Linked DNA regions of Sus scrofa: region 1 is linked to region 2. Evidence: chromatin contacts called from public HiChIP or PLAC-seq data. All regions are on one chromosome and are shown on one strand. Each heading gives the region's core, a stretch centred on a gene start, on an enhancer-like site or on the middle of the called end of the contact. The rest is flanking DNA. Distances are from core to core; before and after follow the strand shown. Region 1 overlaps HDAC4 (histone deacetylase 4). Region 2 overlaps HDAC4 (histone deacetylase 4).

The links. HiChIP or PLAC-seq counts read pairs in DNA pulled down with a chosen protein or histone mark.
Region 1: a contact with region 2 is called in an H3K27ac HiChIP or PLAC-seq map of alveolar macrophages. The contact joins two enhancer-like sites. A contact is called at or near these places in 2 of 47 Hi-C or Micro-C datasets (heart right ventricle and psoas muscle) and 1 of 2 datasets of contacts at active chromatin or transcription factors (alveolar macrophages).

Annotation. Positions count from the first base shown.
Region 1 is chr15:138,595,428-138,599,336 of Sscrofa11.1, forward strand. All of the region lies in intron 2 of HDAC4 (histone deacetylase 4), which reads right to left. Among named protein-coding and RNA genes, the nearest start is that of HDAC4, 60 kb to the right of the region's middle. Within about 2 kb of position 2,399, at least 2 of the 83 cell types and tissues checked have an H3K27ac peak or open chromatin away from gene starts, as enhancers often do. A contact at or near this core is called in alveolar macrophages, where this site is marked.
Region 2 is chr15:138,507,648-138,511,822 of Sscrofa11.1, forward strand. All of the region lies in intron 3 of HDAC4 (histone deacetylase 4), which reads right to left. Among named protein-coding and RNA genes, the nearest start is that of HDAC4, 150 kb to the right of the region's middle. Within about 2 kb of position 1,469, at least 14 of the 83 cell types and tissues checked have an H3K27ac peak or open chromatin away from gene starts, as enhancers often do. A contact at or near this core is called in alveolar macrophages, where this site is marked.

The sequences.
Region 1 (3,909 bases), core at 1,149-3,648, 89 kb after region 2:
TGCGGCAGAGGGTCAAGGCCAACAGGCCCGGGGAGGCACGACCAAGGCGCTGCGGCGACAGAGCCTCCAGGCAGCCAGGGCTCGAGGGGCCAACATAAGAGGGACAAAGAAAGTGAGGGGACAGCACGTGTGGAGCGCATCTTCCCCAAGAGGCATCTGCCGAAGGGCGAGGCGCCAACCCTGGGAAGAGAAGCGGGTTCAGAGCCTGCCGAGGTGACGGGGTCACTCCAGCACCCGAGGCTCCCAGCTGAGAGGCTTACACACCAGACGTGCGAGGAGAAGGCCAGCCCCCGGGGACATGTCACAGTGGTAACGAGGTGGCTATTGCAACAGGAAGGTCTAGAAGCCTAAGTCTGCATGGGCTTTAAATAGCGTCAAAGACACAAACGCAAAAACTGACAACTAAGAGGAGAATAACACCTACCCGCAAGTACAACAGGGAATTTAAAAATGGCTAAAGTCACTCACTCTCAGTCCCCGACGGAAAGAACAGACAATAAAATCAGTCAAGTGACAGAAGATCTGAACACCAGGATGAACAGATTTGACTTGACTGACGGATGCAGAATTGATGCCTCTTAATGGACACGTTCTCTTCAAAGGCATACAAACTATTTATAAAACTGACCATGCAATGATAAGGCAAACACTCAAAGAATTTTCCAAAACTGAAATTACATACAGTAAATTCAGTTACCATAGTGAAATTAAAGTAGGTATCAATAACCAAAGCAAGAGACTGAGAAATGCACAAAAGGCTGCAGAGAGAAATAAAATAACCCATGGGTCAAAGAAGAAACCGAAAAGGAAACCGGGCATTATTCTCAACCGAATTGTAATGAAAAATGACATTAAAACTCCCATGCAATCCAGCGCAGTCACACACAGGAGAAAATGACAGATTTAAGTGCATGTGGTACGAGAGAAGAAAATCAGAAAAAAAACCAGCAACCTAAATATTTACCTTAGTTTAAAAAAAAAGCAAAATAAATCCAGGGAGTAAAAGGAAATAATAGCAAGGAGAGCAGAAATTGATTTTGAAAATCTAACAGACTCAAGAAATTGAAACACGGCTGTTTAAAAATATTGATATAATTATCCTAACACGTCCGGGGCAGGGGGAGAACAAACAACATAAAGAATGAAGAAGGTGGAGTTCCCTTCGTGGCTCAGTGGTTAACAAATCTGACGAGGAACCATGAGGGTGCGGGTGTGACCCCTGGCCTCGTTCAGTGGGTTGGGGATCCGGCGTTGCCGTGAGCTGTGGTGGAGGCCGCAGACACAGCTCAGATCCCGTGTTGCTAAGGCTCTGGCGTAGGCCGGTGGCTACAGTTCTGATTCAACCCCTAGCCTGGGAACCTCCATGTGCCATGGGAGCGGCCCCAGAAATGGCAAAAAGACAAAACAAAAAAAAAAGAATGAAGAAGGCGACATCTGTACAAATCTTACAAATAATGAGAGAGGTTTTTTTGTTTTTTCATTTTTGGCTGCCCTGCAACACATGGGGTCCTGGGCCAGGGATCAGACCTAAGCCATCGCTGTGCTCTACGCCACAGCTGTGGCAACACCAGACCCTTAACCCACTCTGCCAGGCTGGGGATCGAACCTGTGTCCAGCGCTGCAGAGACGCCGCTGATCCTGTTGCGCCACCGGGGGAACTCCTTGTGAGAGAGTATTTTAAAAACTATAAATCCACACGGTCAAAATGTTAGATGGAATAAAAATCATTCTGAGAAACGCTAAACACATGAAAACTGACACGAGAAAAATAGAAAATTTGCATAGTCCTACATCAGTTGAGGGTGTGACTTACTCATCTTCCTACAAAGAAAACTCCAAGGTAGGTCTGCAGTAAATCCTTCCAAATATTCAAGAAAGAAATAACATCCATCTGATATAAACTCAAAAAAAATCCAACAAGGACAGCAAACTCTGGCCCACAGGCCTCATCAATCTGTGGGCCAATTTTGTACAGTCTCCTAAGGAAGACTGGTTTTGACATTGTAAATTTCAGGTTTTTTTGGTCTTTCTGCCTTTTCTAGGGCCACTTCCCACAGCATATGGAGGTTCCCAGGCTAGGGGTCTAATCGGAGCTATAGCCGCTGGCCTACACCAGAGCCACAGCAAAGCAGGATCCGAGCCGCATCTGCGACTTACACCACAGCTCACGGCAACGCCAGATCCCCAACCCACTGGACAAGGCCAGGGATCGAACCCGCAACCTCATGGTTCCTAGTCGGATTCGTTAACCACTGCGCCAGGATGGGAACTCCTTACATTTGTAAATGGTTTTTTAAACAAAATAGGAAGAAGAAAAATATGCAATAGAGACCACATTTGTTCCGCAAAATCTGTAATATATACCATCTGACTCTTTCAAGAGAAACTCTGCCAATTCCAGGAATAGAAAGAGAGAAAGCTCTCCTCCCATTGGAAGAGGCCAGTATAACCTTCGCCTTCAGACCCAACAAAGGCACTTTGAGAAAAGAAAATTACAGGCCAATCTCACCCGTGAATTTAGATGAAAAAAAATAAGCCAAATACAAGTAAAATGAGCCCAGGAGTATAGAGGAAGAAGAAGACATGATAATCCAGTTGGATTCACCACGAAACGGAAGGCTGGTGAACATTCAAAAGGCATTCGAGAAAATTCATCCCACACAACAAACAAAGGGGAAAACTCATGCGATTAATTGAGGCAGAACAAAATCTAACATTAAGTTGAACCAAATCAAAGTGCCTTTTTGTAGAATGCAAAAGTCAAGTACCTGCAATATCGCTCTGCCAAACATTTTAACACCTGCTAGTGGGAAAAACGCAGCCAGCTAAGCACAGAGGAGAACCGCGCTGGTCTGAGACACCAGGACAGGAAACGTGTGGCAACTCTCATGCACGATGAACATTAAAGGCTGAAAAACTGCCTTTGCTGTTTGAACAAAGCAAGATGTTCACTGTTTTACCAGTTCTGTTTAACACTTGAATGCAGGCCCGAGACACTGCAACGAAGCAAAGCAAAGACGCAAAAGGCTCAAAAACCAGCAACAAAAAAATAAAACATCTAAGATCCACAGACACAGACAGTACACATAAAAATTCTAAAGATGCTCCAGATAAACTAGTATAATACTAAGCTGCCTAGAGGCAAAGTAGCCACACAAAAATGAGCTGTATTTCTTTTTTTTTTTTTTTAATTTTCTTTTTACAGCGGCCTTGTGGCATATGGACGTACCCCGGCTAGGGGTTCGAAATGGAGCTGCAGCAGCGACCTACACCACAGCTCACAGCAACACCAGATCCTTAACCCACTTAAGCCAGGGATGGAACCTGCATCCTTATGGACACTAACTGTCAAATTCTTCACCCATGCATCCATAGCAGGCATCCCTACAAATGAGTTGTATTTCAAACACACAAATAAAAAATAAAATCTTAATAAGCACACCTGAAAAAATACCTAAAAATAAATCTAACCAAAGAAATAAAAGACCTCTACACTGCACACCACCAAAAAATGTGACAGAAAAAATGAAAGCAGGCCCAGATAAGTAGGCATACCATCTTCATGGACTGGAAGGTTCGAACCACGTGATTTTACATGCAAATCAACACAATCCCAATGGAGATGCCCGTAGGTGTCCTGCTGAAACGGAAAAGCTGACTTTAAAATTCGGACGGAAAGGCAGCGAGCCGAGAAGATCCAAGACAGCCTTTAAAACGGCCCTCCCAAAGCTGGAGGACAGACATCAGTGGGAGCGGTGGCTCATTCCGAAGCTCCGTTGGTCAAGGCGCACAGACGACGTCCAGGGCAGACACAGACGGACGGAACGTGACTCGTGACAAGAGCAGTGGAGAAAGGGTGGAGCTTTTTGACACACACGCTTGGACCAACTGAACACCTGCACGGGAAAG
Region 2 (4,175 bases), core at 219-2,718:
GAGAGGGGCACCGCGAATGCCCGGGTACCCAGCTTTAACAACGACCCACATTTTGCTTCCTCGATTAACCGCCGTTGTTTCGGCAACTGCATGGAATAAAGTATTTTAACGTCAAACGGGTAAAAGACGGGTAGCAATGAGTCGTTTTTTAAAGAAACAGAGTTTTCTCACGAATACCACGAAGTAAAACATGCATATGGTTCCAGGGTCGTTGCAACGATAGCAGCCAGCAGTGCCAAGCACCCCGCAAGCAGGTTCGCCTCCAGCTGCGTCTGGGGTGGCCCGAGCGAAGGGTCTGGGACAATTCCACGCAGCAGACTCACTCTTTCCACCCAGTCAGGACGGCGCCCACGGCACGATAAGCTCGACAAGCTCCCTGCAGCCCGACTCTTCCTTGCTGGAGAGCCCATCAGCCTGGCTTGACCCTCTCCTGAGGCTGTTTTTCAAAGGTCCTCTGAACTGATGAGCCGAAGCGACTGACTTCCGAGAACCTGGAAGAGACAGAGCTCTCCTCTACAGAGGCTGCGATGGCTTTGTCTCCGGAAGAATACACCATGTCCACAAGGCAGAAAGCGCTCCTAATCTGAGGCTACAGAAAACCAGGTGGCTTAGATGCCCACGTGGCACTACAAGGGCAGCCCTCGGTCCCAGGACCCCGCCTGTCCTGGGCGGCTCTGGAGGACGCCACCCGGCCACACGGAATCCTGGTTCAGAAACATATCCACCATCGCACTGCAGTTTCCTGGCCTTCCTGAAGCCCGAGTCACTACTATTCCATGTTATTTCAATGCAATCTGGGCGAGCACAGCCTCCTGCACTCCTGTGCTGTGACGTCACGAAGAAGAAAAAGGGTTCGATCCCTCCCCCATTTCCTAAGGTCCCCCGGATGCGCTCTAGAAAATCCTTTGAAAGTTTCTAAATCCTTCCGTGTCCCCCCAAGAAGGGAAACTGTCTTTTGGAAATATTTGCAAGAGCTGTAAATAAAAACCTGGCGTGCCGTTGGGAACTTGGCTTTCGACCGCTGCACTGATGTGCTTCCGGGAAACGAGACATGGAACCAGGCCTGCCTGGTGCAAAAAACGGGGACAGGTGCTCTGAGCTCTCACAGAGAAGGGCAGCCACCAAGGACAAACGTGCCCCCCGGGAAAAGCGCAGACAGGGCGACCCCTCTGAGATGCTGCCTGAACTTTATAAACAGGTGTTCCCAGACAGGACCGCCAAGGTCGCACAATTACAGTGCAATGGCAATAAAACAGCAATGATAACAAAACCCAGTGTTTTGTCGCCGGGCACTTGTTGCAAGAGCCTTCCTTCTATCGTCATGTTTAGTCCCCACGGCCCCCTGCTGTGACCCCAGTGGTCACAGCCCTAGGACAGGACACTGGGGATGGGGAGGCCAGTGGGAGAGGTCTGGCTCTTGCCCAGGTCACTCGGGCGGCCACCGCTGACTCCTGGATTCAATCTGGCCACACCCCTGGAACACCTGCCCCCACCTCTGCCCCCGCCCACACCGTGGGCCAGGGCTCTGCTCACACCAGCATAAATCACGAGTCACTCTCCAAAAGCCATTTTGCTTGCGCTGAAGCCCGTGGGTGAAAACACTCTGTCTGAACACTGAAGACAGTCCCCGTGGTCTAGGAAGGCCACCCAGCTCCTGTGCAACTGTCCTCGGCCTCTCGCTTACCTAAGGTCACGTTTACATAACACGGGGAAGAAAGCATTTCAGAATTTCCTTCTCAGCAACCTGCAAACGTTTGGGTGCGTATTTCACCCAACAGCTGGCCTGCAGTAGGAACCAATATTACTTAAGAGCAACGGTTGAAACATTTAAAAATAGAAGCTGTTTCGTCCACTCGGAGGAAGAAGAGGAGCAGGCAGCAGAGGGCGGCCTAGGGCTGGGCTGCGTTTCTCAGGGTGACGGGCCTCCCTTGGCACAGGGCAGGGGCAGCGATGGAGGCCGCCCCTCTGGGCAGCCATGCCCCCCTCCCCCGCACCCCCCCGTGCTTTCTGGAAACCAGGGTGCTCTGGCTGGGGCTCAAAGGCCCATCAAGGACTGCAGCGTCCTTCCAGGGCGCGTGGGCCATGGTGGGGGGGAGCTGCAGAAGGCCGTCCAACGGGAGCTGGACACGTGGGACTTGAGCTTGTGTCGAGGGGAGCAAGGAGGTCCGGTTCAGACTTTAGGGTCCAGGAGGAACGCCGGGGATGCTGGTCAGTAATTCAACCACTTAAGGCACGTGGGAAAATGCCTCTGGCTCTCGAAGCCGGAGGTCCCCACCACGGAGGGCTGCAGGCTGGCGGGCCGGCAGGCTGGCCTGCTACTCGTTACTGTCCTACTGCCACTCTTCTGCCAGCAGCGGCAGGTGTGGGAGGCTGAGCGCTCCTGCTGGATGAAGGCCGGGAGCAGCCGCTTCTACGCGGCACACGCTCACCTCACGAGCACAGTGGGGGCTCCGGGTTGGGAACCCTCGGCACAGCAAGCAGGACTGGGTGGAAAACACGGCGGGTGCCCCAGCGCAGCCCGCTTCTCCTCCTCGGGCCCCGATTCCTCTCCGGGCTGGGCCTGGGGCTCCCATCCCCCCACGGTCCTCCCTGCTCCTTCTAGAGCAGGCGTTTGCTTCCACCAGGGCCCCGCCCCGGCCACGACCGGGGTCCTCACTGCCGAGCCCGCCCGCGCCCCCACCAAGCATTTCGCTCCCTGCGTTCCCAGCCGTCCGCTGCTCCCCCACTGTAACATGCGCCCCACAAACACGGGGATCTTTGATTCATAGATAATGTGCCCTGAGGGCCAAGGGTGGGGGCCAGCGCCTGGAAGCCCCCTCGGTAGGAGGAGCGAGGGGGCCGACGCCTTCCTTGGACGGCAAGGCCCTCCTGGACCACGTTTCTCAGAACCACGGAAAACCGCCCTCAAGCATGTGTCTGCCTCCATCGCTTTTATTTCTCCACAGCGTTTGTCACCTTCTGGCACCTTCTAACTCCGCACACAACGTGCTACCGCCGCCCGGCTTGATTTAACAAGCGGATTTCGGAGTCTGCACCTGGCGCGGGGCTTCAAGCCTTCTAAGTGCACAGTGAAGCCAGAACCATGGACCGCAAAGCAAGTCGCAAAATGTCTAAAGGCTTAGTTACTTCCAGCCGGAACACGCTCTGTCGGAAATCGGTAACAAAAAGACTATCTGAAAAACTTCACACCTCCAGTTGAAAAACACTTCTTAATATCCCATTTTTTCCAAGAAAAAATAATCATGGAAGAAATTTCAAATAGGCTACAAATGAGCTACTATGACCTAGAACTGGAATAGTCCACATTAGAACGGACAAAAGCACCTCCACTTGAACCCGGAGAGAACTACACAAGCTCACAGCTCACGTCGAGAGAAAGAATGTTCACCTAAGAACGTGGATAAGACACCTGCGCAAATGGACAGCGATGGAGTAGACACAGGTAGTTTTAAAAGTCCCAATAAAGGACCACAGATAAGGAGGGAAACTTAGGAGACCTCGGGAGATCACTGTAACTTAATAAATTGCTCAAAAAACCCATCCGCACAAGGCAGGCTGGCCTGACTAGCGGAGGTGCAAGAACTGCCTCAAGTCACTGGGTCGGGGACGGGGTGAGGCCTGCATTCGGAATCAGACCAAGGGCCGGAGTTTGAGGAGCGCCCTTCCGCGGATTTGAATACACACCCTGCGGGACATCAAGGAGAAGCTGCTCCTCCCGAAAGGGAGAGGCGGGCTCTTCCCACCCCCCCTCCCCCCGGAGGATGAAACCGTCGCCCACGGGAGGCAGGGGCCCAGCCTCCTCGCCTGCCCGCCTGCGTCTCTCCCAAGCGTCCCATCCTAACAAGTCTACTTCCTGCCTGTCACTTGCTCTCTGGCTGAATTCCTTCTGCGCCGAGACTTGAAGAACCTGAACCTCAGTGAGTCCAGACACGGGGTGAGTGACTCTCAGTGAAAACCGTGGGTTCAAGTCCCCATCTGGGTTTGGCTAGCTTCAGGCCGTTAGTGCTGTCAGTTTCAAAACCAGCCCCCCAAAGCAGAAACGAGATGAGAACAGGAATGAACAGAGCAGAAAGTAAATGCACCAGCAGAGGCAGAAGCTGGTTCTTCAAAAGATAAGGACACAGCCGAAGCTAGAGCAGACGGGCAGAGTGGCCCTGCTCCTGCCATGCCAGGTC